2 separate regions of the Gasterosteus aculeatus genome follow, and region 2 is linked to region 1. A link is a contact called in public Hi-C data. All regions are on one chromosome and are shown on one strand. Each heading gives the region's core, a stretch centred on a gene start, on an enhancer-like site or on the middle of the called end of the contact. The rest is flanking DNA. Distances are from core to core; before and after follow the strand shown. Region 1 holds the start of nectin1b (nectin cell adhesion molecule 1b). Region 2 overlaps nectin1b (nectin cell adhesion molecule 1b).

What was found. A called contact is a pair of places that touch in the nucleus more often than the background predicts.
Region 2: a Hi-C map of skeletal muscle shows a contact between it and region 1, with 2.1 times the contacts expected there. The contact joins the enhancer-like site here to the promoter of nectin1b in region 1. A contact is called at or near these places in 2 of 6 Hi-C or Micro-C datasets (skeletal muscle and whole body).

What each region holds. Positions count from the first base shown.
Region 1 is chr1:16,024,318-16,028,163 of fGasAcu3.hap1.1, forward strand. nectin1b (nectin cell adhesion molecule 1b) reads left to right here and starts at 2,266. Exons shown (of 10, transcript XM_078105035.1): 1 at 2,266-3,327. The coding sequence starts at 3,276.
Region 2 is chr1:16,086,780-16,090,514 of fGasAcu3.hap1.1, forward strand. The region is part of intron 5 of nectin1b (nectin cell adhesion molecule 1b); the gene reads left to right. Among protein-coding and RNA genes, the nearest start is that of nectin1b, 62 kb to the left of the region's middle. Within about 2 kb of position 1,427, at least 4 of the 9 cell types and tissues checked have open chromatin away from gene starts, as enhancers often do.

The DNA of each region.
Region 1 (3,846 bases), core at 1,016-3,515:
AAGCATTACCTTTACAGACCGGATCCGGATGGACTAGCTTGACGGTGAGGAGAAAGGAAAGAAGGAACAATGGAAGGAAGGAAAAAGGGGGCTCAGTAGTGTTTGTCAGATCCAACAGCTGCCATGTAAGTGAATACATTTAAAATCTAAAAATGTAAGTAAAATGTTTCCACTTTTCCCACACTCTAAAAAATGTCACCGTAAATTAACGGTAACTTACTGGCAGCATGGACGCCAGGAATTTACAATTAATTTACAGTATAATACCGTAAATGGTTTTTACACTATGTTACTGTAATATAGATTACAGTAAATTGGAACTTTACACTGAATTAACGGGAAAATACGGGCAGCGGATGCCAGAAATTAGTTTTATGGTACACTGCCGTAGAATACAGTATCTTACCGTTTAATGGATTACTGTATGTTACCATAAACTTGAACCAATTTTACTGTGAATTAACTGCAATTTGCTGGCAATTGACGCTAGTAATTTACTGTTTTTACAGTGCACTACCATAATATACGGTATGTTGCCGTATATTGGATTACAGTTTATTACCATAGGATTACTGTTTTTGTGTTATAAATACCAGAATGTTACCGTTTACTTATAACCGTATACTTGCATTTAATTCCCCACAAATTAAAGAAAGACAACCAAACTCATTTCAGTCATAGTAGTTGGAGTTTATTAGATGCCTTTTAAGACAAAAATGTTAGACATTTGTAACCAAGAACAAAACATAAAATATTCTGCATGTATACAATAATAAAAGAAAATGAATCATAAAATTATTAGGAACAAGGTAAACTAACTGCACTAATACGCTATGGAACACTTTCAATTCACCGCAGCAAACGGCTGGCGTCCTTAATCCAGAGCCTCTGTAAAACAAACCAAAATAAAATATTTAGAAACACTGTCATTGTTAAAATATTAAAATTACAAAGATGAGGAAGACAACAAGATGTAAGGAAAGAGAATGCTAATCATGCTAGGCAAATAACACTTACCAACATAACTTGGAGAGACGAGGCAATGAGAAACTCCTCCGATGTTGAACTACGCAGGTGGTCTAGATGAACTGAGACTACGCGTCTGACGGGTCACGTTCAGAAGCAGTCGGTCAAGATTGACACTCAAATGACTTTTAGGCAATGAACACTTTGAATAATACAAATATTTCTAATCTTTACATTCCAGCCATACAAATGATGGCGAAGGCTGCGCATGGGATAGGGAGGGTGGGCTGTGCAGCGCAAGGTTGGCGGATCGAACCCTGGCTGCTCCCTGTGCCAAGTTGAAATGTCCCTGAGCAAGACACCTAACCCCCAATTACTCCACATATAATTATGTCAAACCATTATGTGAAACCATGGGTGTTTTGGATAAAAGTGACAGCTACATGTATAGTAATGTCCTGTAAGTCAAAGTCATCATCGTATCTCATGAAATACTATCTCATTATGATGACTTACAGCACCTGTTTTTCAGTGGCTGACATGGGCTTCCATACATTAACCTACAAAAGATGTAGATGGATTGTGATTCATTGCACTTGTATGTGTATTTCCACCACTTCATAAAATATATGTAACATGCAGTTGAATTACGGTAGTCTGCTATTATCGTAAATTTCATGACATTGGCCGTTAATTTACAAGCAAGGGATGGAAATTTAACTGTATGTTACAGTTATTATGACATACTGTAAGATACCGTTAGAAAAGCACCGTAAATTTACAGCAATTTGTTCAGTGCACTGTGCTTTTCTAGTTTTAAATTGGCAAAACATTACCTCACTGTGAACCCACTTGGGCCATATTTTAGCTTTAGCACTTATCAAACTAATGTATTCCTGTAATAATAATGAAGTAGAAGTAGTTTGTCATAGGGGTTAATGCCGCTTCCGCAACAAATAAGACAGCCTCAGCATTTGTTTCAGTCACCACAGTGTCACTTTTGGTTTACCTTTAGTCTCAAAAGGTTTTGGTGGCCATGTTGGACACATGAGTGGAAGCTTATTTCAAAATCCTCCTTATTTCACTCCGGCATGACTCGCACACTCGTTATTATCACGTTATTTCCCCACATCCCCAACCTTTCTCTTCCTCTTCCACCTTCCTGAAGGGGTTGTTGTTCCTTTGTCACATTTGTATCACATTCTGCTCCAAACGAGTTGTGTTAAAGTCGCTGAACTTCCTGTGTGGCTACCACCTGGCTGCAGCTCGTACCCGTGTGTGTGTGTGTGTGTGCGTCGTCCAGGCGCTGTATTTGGTTTTATGCAGGACAATCTAGGCTCCTCCCCGTTTGCACGACGTCACCCAATCCAGATCTCTGTCGAAGCGTCAGCGGCATCGAGCAGCAGACTGTGGCGGCGGATCAGCGGGGCGGTGCGCAGAGCTCGACAAGGCAACACTGTATTTCACCCACCTCCCCCTCTGCCAGATACAGAGAAACGACCGAGAGGAGGGAAAAAAAGGGGGGTTTACGCATCCCGTTCATTTCCAAGAGTTCTACCAACTTCGCCGGGCCGGTGTGCTGATCTCCTCGGCCGGCCGTTCGCTGCGGACCAGGAGAACCGTAAAAGTTGAGGAACTAAGACAGGCTCGGCGCCTTGCAGGTGATCTGTTGCGGTGCTGTGTGCAGAGAGGCGACACCCTCCCCCCTTCCTTCCCCCCATCCTCCCCGAAGGAACCCCGCAAGTGTTGGAAACTTCCCCAGCGCAGCATCGATCGCGGACCTCCCGCCCACTTCTCCTCTGCTCCACAACGCTGGGAAGGAGGGAGCGAGTCCTGCAGCCGCTGCGGTGGATGGAGGGAGCGACCACGGCTAAACGGTTCCTCTAGAAGCGCTGCTGCTTTGATACAAACCGCAACTCTCCTTCGCCCATCGCCTGCTGTATCTCTAAAACTACTATTAAAACAATTACATAAACTGCAAAGCCGTAGCCGCTTGGATCTCATTGTTTCGGGGGGGGGGGGAAACCAGGTTGTACTTCGTGCAAACTCCGGCAGCCGAAAGGAATCGACGTAGAAATTGATGCTCTGGCACAGAGACGCGCAACTCTAGACCCTCTAGTTTTGCGAAAAGTCTCCTACTGCGCAGCGAGGGAGAAGCGAGGGATTTCCGAAGTGGGATTTTGCAGAAGTTGCATGCTCGGTCTTTGTCGTCTCGAGTGAGCGCCCCCCCCCCCCCCCCCCCCCTACAATCCTCCCGTCCATCCACTCTCAGGTTGTCAGACCAGATCCGGATAGTTTGAGGAGGCGCCATGGCGATGTGTGCGGGGATATGGATACTGCTCGCAGCGCTGCACGTCCAAGGTAAGCAGCAGGCTCCAGTGGAGACACGACGCGCCTCATTTTGTCATCACCTCCCTGCTCCTCACTGTGTGTACGTGCTGTGGAGACTATGTTGACGCATGAATGGATGACCGTATGTGAGGCTGCGTTTCTTTTCTTTTTTTTGCAGTAATAGATGTGCAACTAAGTAAAAGAAAATTGGAAAGTGTTTTTTTTTTTATCTCGGAAACAAACCCAATCATAACTGCTGCAGAATACTTACTCCCCTGCAAAATAACGCAGTTACCCGGGCAGCAGGCAGATGGCAATGTGTGCAGAAAACCGTGTGGGCCAGATTCTCCCCAGCGTTTCATTGTGAAGTGCTCCGGGGTGATAATTGAAACCAGTGCCCTGCTTATCATCAGCTCCTGTTTGTTAGCGGAGAATTAATAAAACAATTGGTGCAAATCCCACATTTCTTTATCAGCATTAAATTATATCAAATTATATTTGTGCTCGATTTACAATCCTACATCTTCTTGAATACTTTATGTATTTTAT
Region 2 (3,735 bases), core at 177-2,676, 62 kb after region 1:
TGCTGTTTCGGCTCTCTGGAGGATATGCAGAGCAGAGGGATGTGGCGGACAGATGGAGCGGGGGGGTTGCTCTTCCTCCTCCTCCTCCTCCTCTGTCCGCCCAGTGTTGTGTTGGATCCGTCATGCCTCCCTGAGAGCCTGATGAAGTAGGTCAGACTCTGTCCCAGGGTCTGACCACTGGCTCCGCGGTGCCGTGTGGTGATTCAGTCATTAGACACACGCGGCTCCAAAATAACAACGAGGGGAGGGAGGAAAAATACGACAACAAGGAACCAGACGGAGGAGAAGCAGAGGGTGGGATTTGCAGACGTTGCGCTGACCACTCCTTCCTGGCTTAACGGCTGCCAAACGTGCCGATTAGATTGCTGCTTACCCTGTAAGTCACTTAGTACCACGGCCACATGCGGGCTAGCAGGGAAATGCAGAGATGCATTAATGATGATTCCTTGAGTGCGAACATGACTCCCCAACAGCATTGTTGTTTAGATGCCTGTAAATATTAATTGCTTATTAAATGCGTATTAAGAGTGATTATCACAACCAGTGTTGCACAAAATGGTTAAATCAACAAGAGCACAAAACACGCTTTCTGAATGTCTTTTTGAAGTCAACTACCATCCCCTGCTTAACATGTTTCCTGATTTGTCATTTTAGATGCACTTCTTGGCTGTAAATAGGGGAAATGTTGGGAATCTGCGATCACCAGCTAGAGGCCCTAAAAGCCCTGACAAAAAGGGTCCCAGGACCGTCCTTTGAGTCGTTCGGATCTTTCGCCCCCCCCATGAAATATATTTTTGTTGTTATGAATTTGAATTATACTTCAGAAGTTTGTAAACGCCCTACGTGTGTGTGGCGTTTGCATGCATGTGAGGAAAGCTCGGGCTTCTGTATAGTCGATGATAGCAGCAGGAGAGTCCGTTGACGAAGGGTAAAAGAGGAGAGTATTTGGGAGGCGAGTGGGGAGGAAGAGCTTCACCCCGGCTCCCCGGCAGCATATTAAATTCCCGTCAGTGATGAGCTTTCATTCGTTGTGGCAGCATTACATTTCCATGACTTCACGACCACTGGCACATTCAGACAGGGGGAGTAATGAGGATCGTTGGAATCACTGAACTAATGTGTCTTCCCGGTTTGTCTCCCCCCCGTCCTCACCCATTCATTATGCCATTCTCTATTTGCCGTTGTCACTCCCCAAAGCCTCTCAAAAGGCCCTCGCTTCGTCTTCTCTTTTTTTTTCTTTCTTTTCCTTCCTCGTTGCCACTCCTCAAACGCCGAGTAGCCCTCTGTTGTCTTTTTCATCCTCTGTTGTCTGCAGCTTGTTCCTCGTTTAGTCACATTAAAACACCACTCCCCGTACCGCTCTTTGAAATCCCTTCTCATTTTCCCAGCTTCTGTCACAACACTTTGCCCGAGTGATTGCGTTCAGGGTCAGGAATGCTTGTACCTGCCTCTCCTCCTCTTTGTCGTGTGCAGGCACGACCGGAGCACACCCAGAGTACCTGCAGGACGCCGTTGTGATACAGTTTCTCCCTTTTTTTTGGTTTTGATTTCTGCTTCAGATGTTCCTCTCTTACTATCTCTTACGTCTTTGAACATTTGCTGCTAGTTGTTTTTTATTGTCGCGTCTGAAATAACTGAAAGAAAAAGCTCCAAATCTGTTTGTTTCCGAAAGCCACCAATCTGGTAGTCATTCCCACAACAAGACGTCTGGCCTTTTTCTTTTTTTCTCCTTTCTCGTGGGCCACATTTGTTTACCGCTTGTTTGTCTCAAAGATTTGCTCCTGTTGAACACCAACGAGAACACTCATCGAGTTGTAGAATGTTCAGGAGGCAGTAAATCATCCACTCGAGCGAGTCAAAATGTGAGCGTTTCAAAATGGCGTGATTAATGTGCAACGCAACAGCGCAGGGTTTGCAGCGTTCGAACAGCTGCGGCGTTTCACGGTATCCGCTGCTTGTATAAATCTATCACGCCTTTGCCTTGAAAAATAGCCTCTCGTAGCACATCTTGGCACCTATTAATCTCAATAGTTCATTTTTAGTCATTGCTATTCAAGGTTACCCCCCTATCTGCATATTTCCAGCGTGGCATTAATAGACGCTGCGTTTTGTTTGCCCGGAACACTATCAGGGCTGCTGTGCTGCTTTTGAGGTCTTTTTTTATCTATCTCTTGGCAGGTGTTGCCGGTAGCGACGGCGCATGCTGTCGGAACGCCTCCTCCCTCCCCCGTGCTGTCAAACGCCCCTCCATTTAAAAAAAAGGTGTCTTATTATTAGTGTTTCTGTAATGTGATTAGTTCGCACCATGGCCACTCAAATTTCGAATCGTCGGATTCATCAAGTACACAAAAGGAGACAAAAGCCGCGTGGTGGCGAGATGGCTTCCCATTCTGTTATCTCTCCGTGTGTGCATGAAGGCCAGTAAGCGGATGGGAGGGTGTTGAGTTAATACGACCTTGCGGAGGGGCAGTTAACGCCACATTAGCTAAGAGCGGAATTCGCCTCTTAGCGCCTCTTTTAGTTTCAAAATGAAAGCGGCGTGCTGCCCCTGCGGCATCGGAGCGATCGGACGAGAAAATGACGGCATCTTTGAGCTTCTTATTCTTCTTTTTAATGAAGTGCACAGTGCAGCCACCTTGAACACGTCAAGAATCTTCCCACGAGGTGGATGTGGCGGCCAAAGAGCAACCAAAATACCAGAAAGTTTACAAGCGCTTTCATGTCTGGTGTGTGTATGTTAACGCTAGCGGTCTTTAAATAGGCTATGGGTGTCGAGAGGTGGGGTCACCTGATCCCTTACAGCAAACGGAGGCGATGGAGAGCGGCTTTGAAGGCGCCCCACGTGTTCTTTTACCTCCACTCATTCCGCAGGCCTCGTGTTTCGGTGGTAAATATCGAGTCTCGCCGGTGTAGGGAAGACGCATCCTAGCAGAGGAAGCAAGTTAATGGTAGAAGAGGGGATTATAGGAGGACGTGTTCCCTTTTCTCTCTCTGCTTCCCTCCATCCTCTGGATTTTCTCCCCTCTCGGTGCACTTGGTTTGGAGGATGTGTGTTTTCTCGAGGCAGGGGTGACCTGGCCGTGCTCTCTCATTCATGTGTGTAATGAAGGCCTGTGAATAATCCCATTAGGTGTTCAGATTAAAACCTGAGCTGATATTTGAGACCGTGCCCAGCACCGCTTTAGAAAATGGAGAGCGCTGCTGCCCGGGCCCTGGGGGGGGGCGGGCCGACGGGAAAGAGCAGCCGAGGAGAGCGGGCCGCGTTTTGGACTGATAGAGTGCCGCTGTAATTAAAGGAAAAGGGGGAAAGCTTCCGCGGCGCCTCTGCCGAGCCTGATACCTTCTTTTTCTGCCAGAGGTTTGCAGAGGTTTACCATTTCATCACAAAAAAAAGAAAAGAAAATACATTCAACTTTGTAGGGCAATCATATATTGTGGGGTAATTTGCAAAGAGAAATTAATATATCCTCGGAACGTAGGATTACATGACATAAACCTTCATTTCGGCTTGATTGTGATTGGTGTTAATTGAATTAACGGTAATTTAATATCTAATTAACATAATGGTATACCATAAACGGTGTAAAATATGTCGCATTTAAGATGTTATAGTTCAATGAATCGAACTGATTTACTCAGATCATGTCTGATATTCTCTCTGAGAAGCCGGCTAATGAGCAGCGCTAAGATCTCTGCTCCCTGGATCCCGATGTGTCACATTAGGATGATAATAAC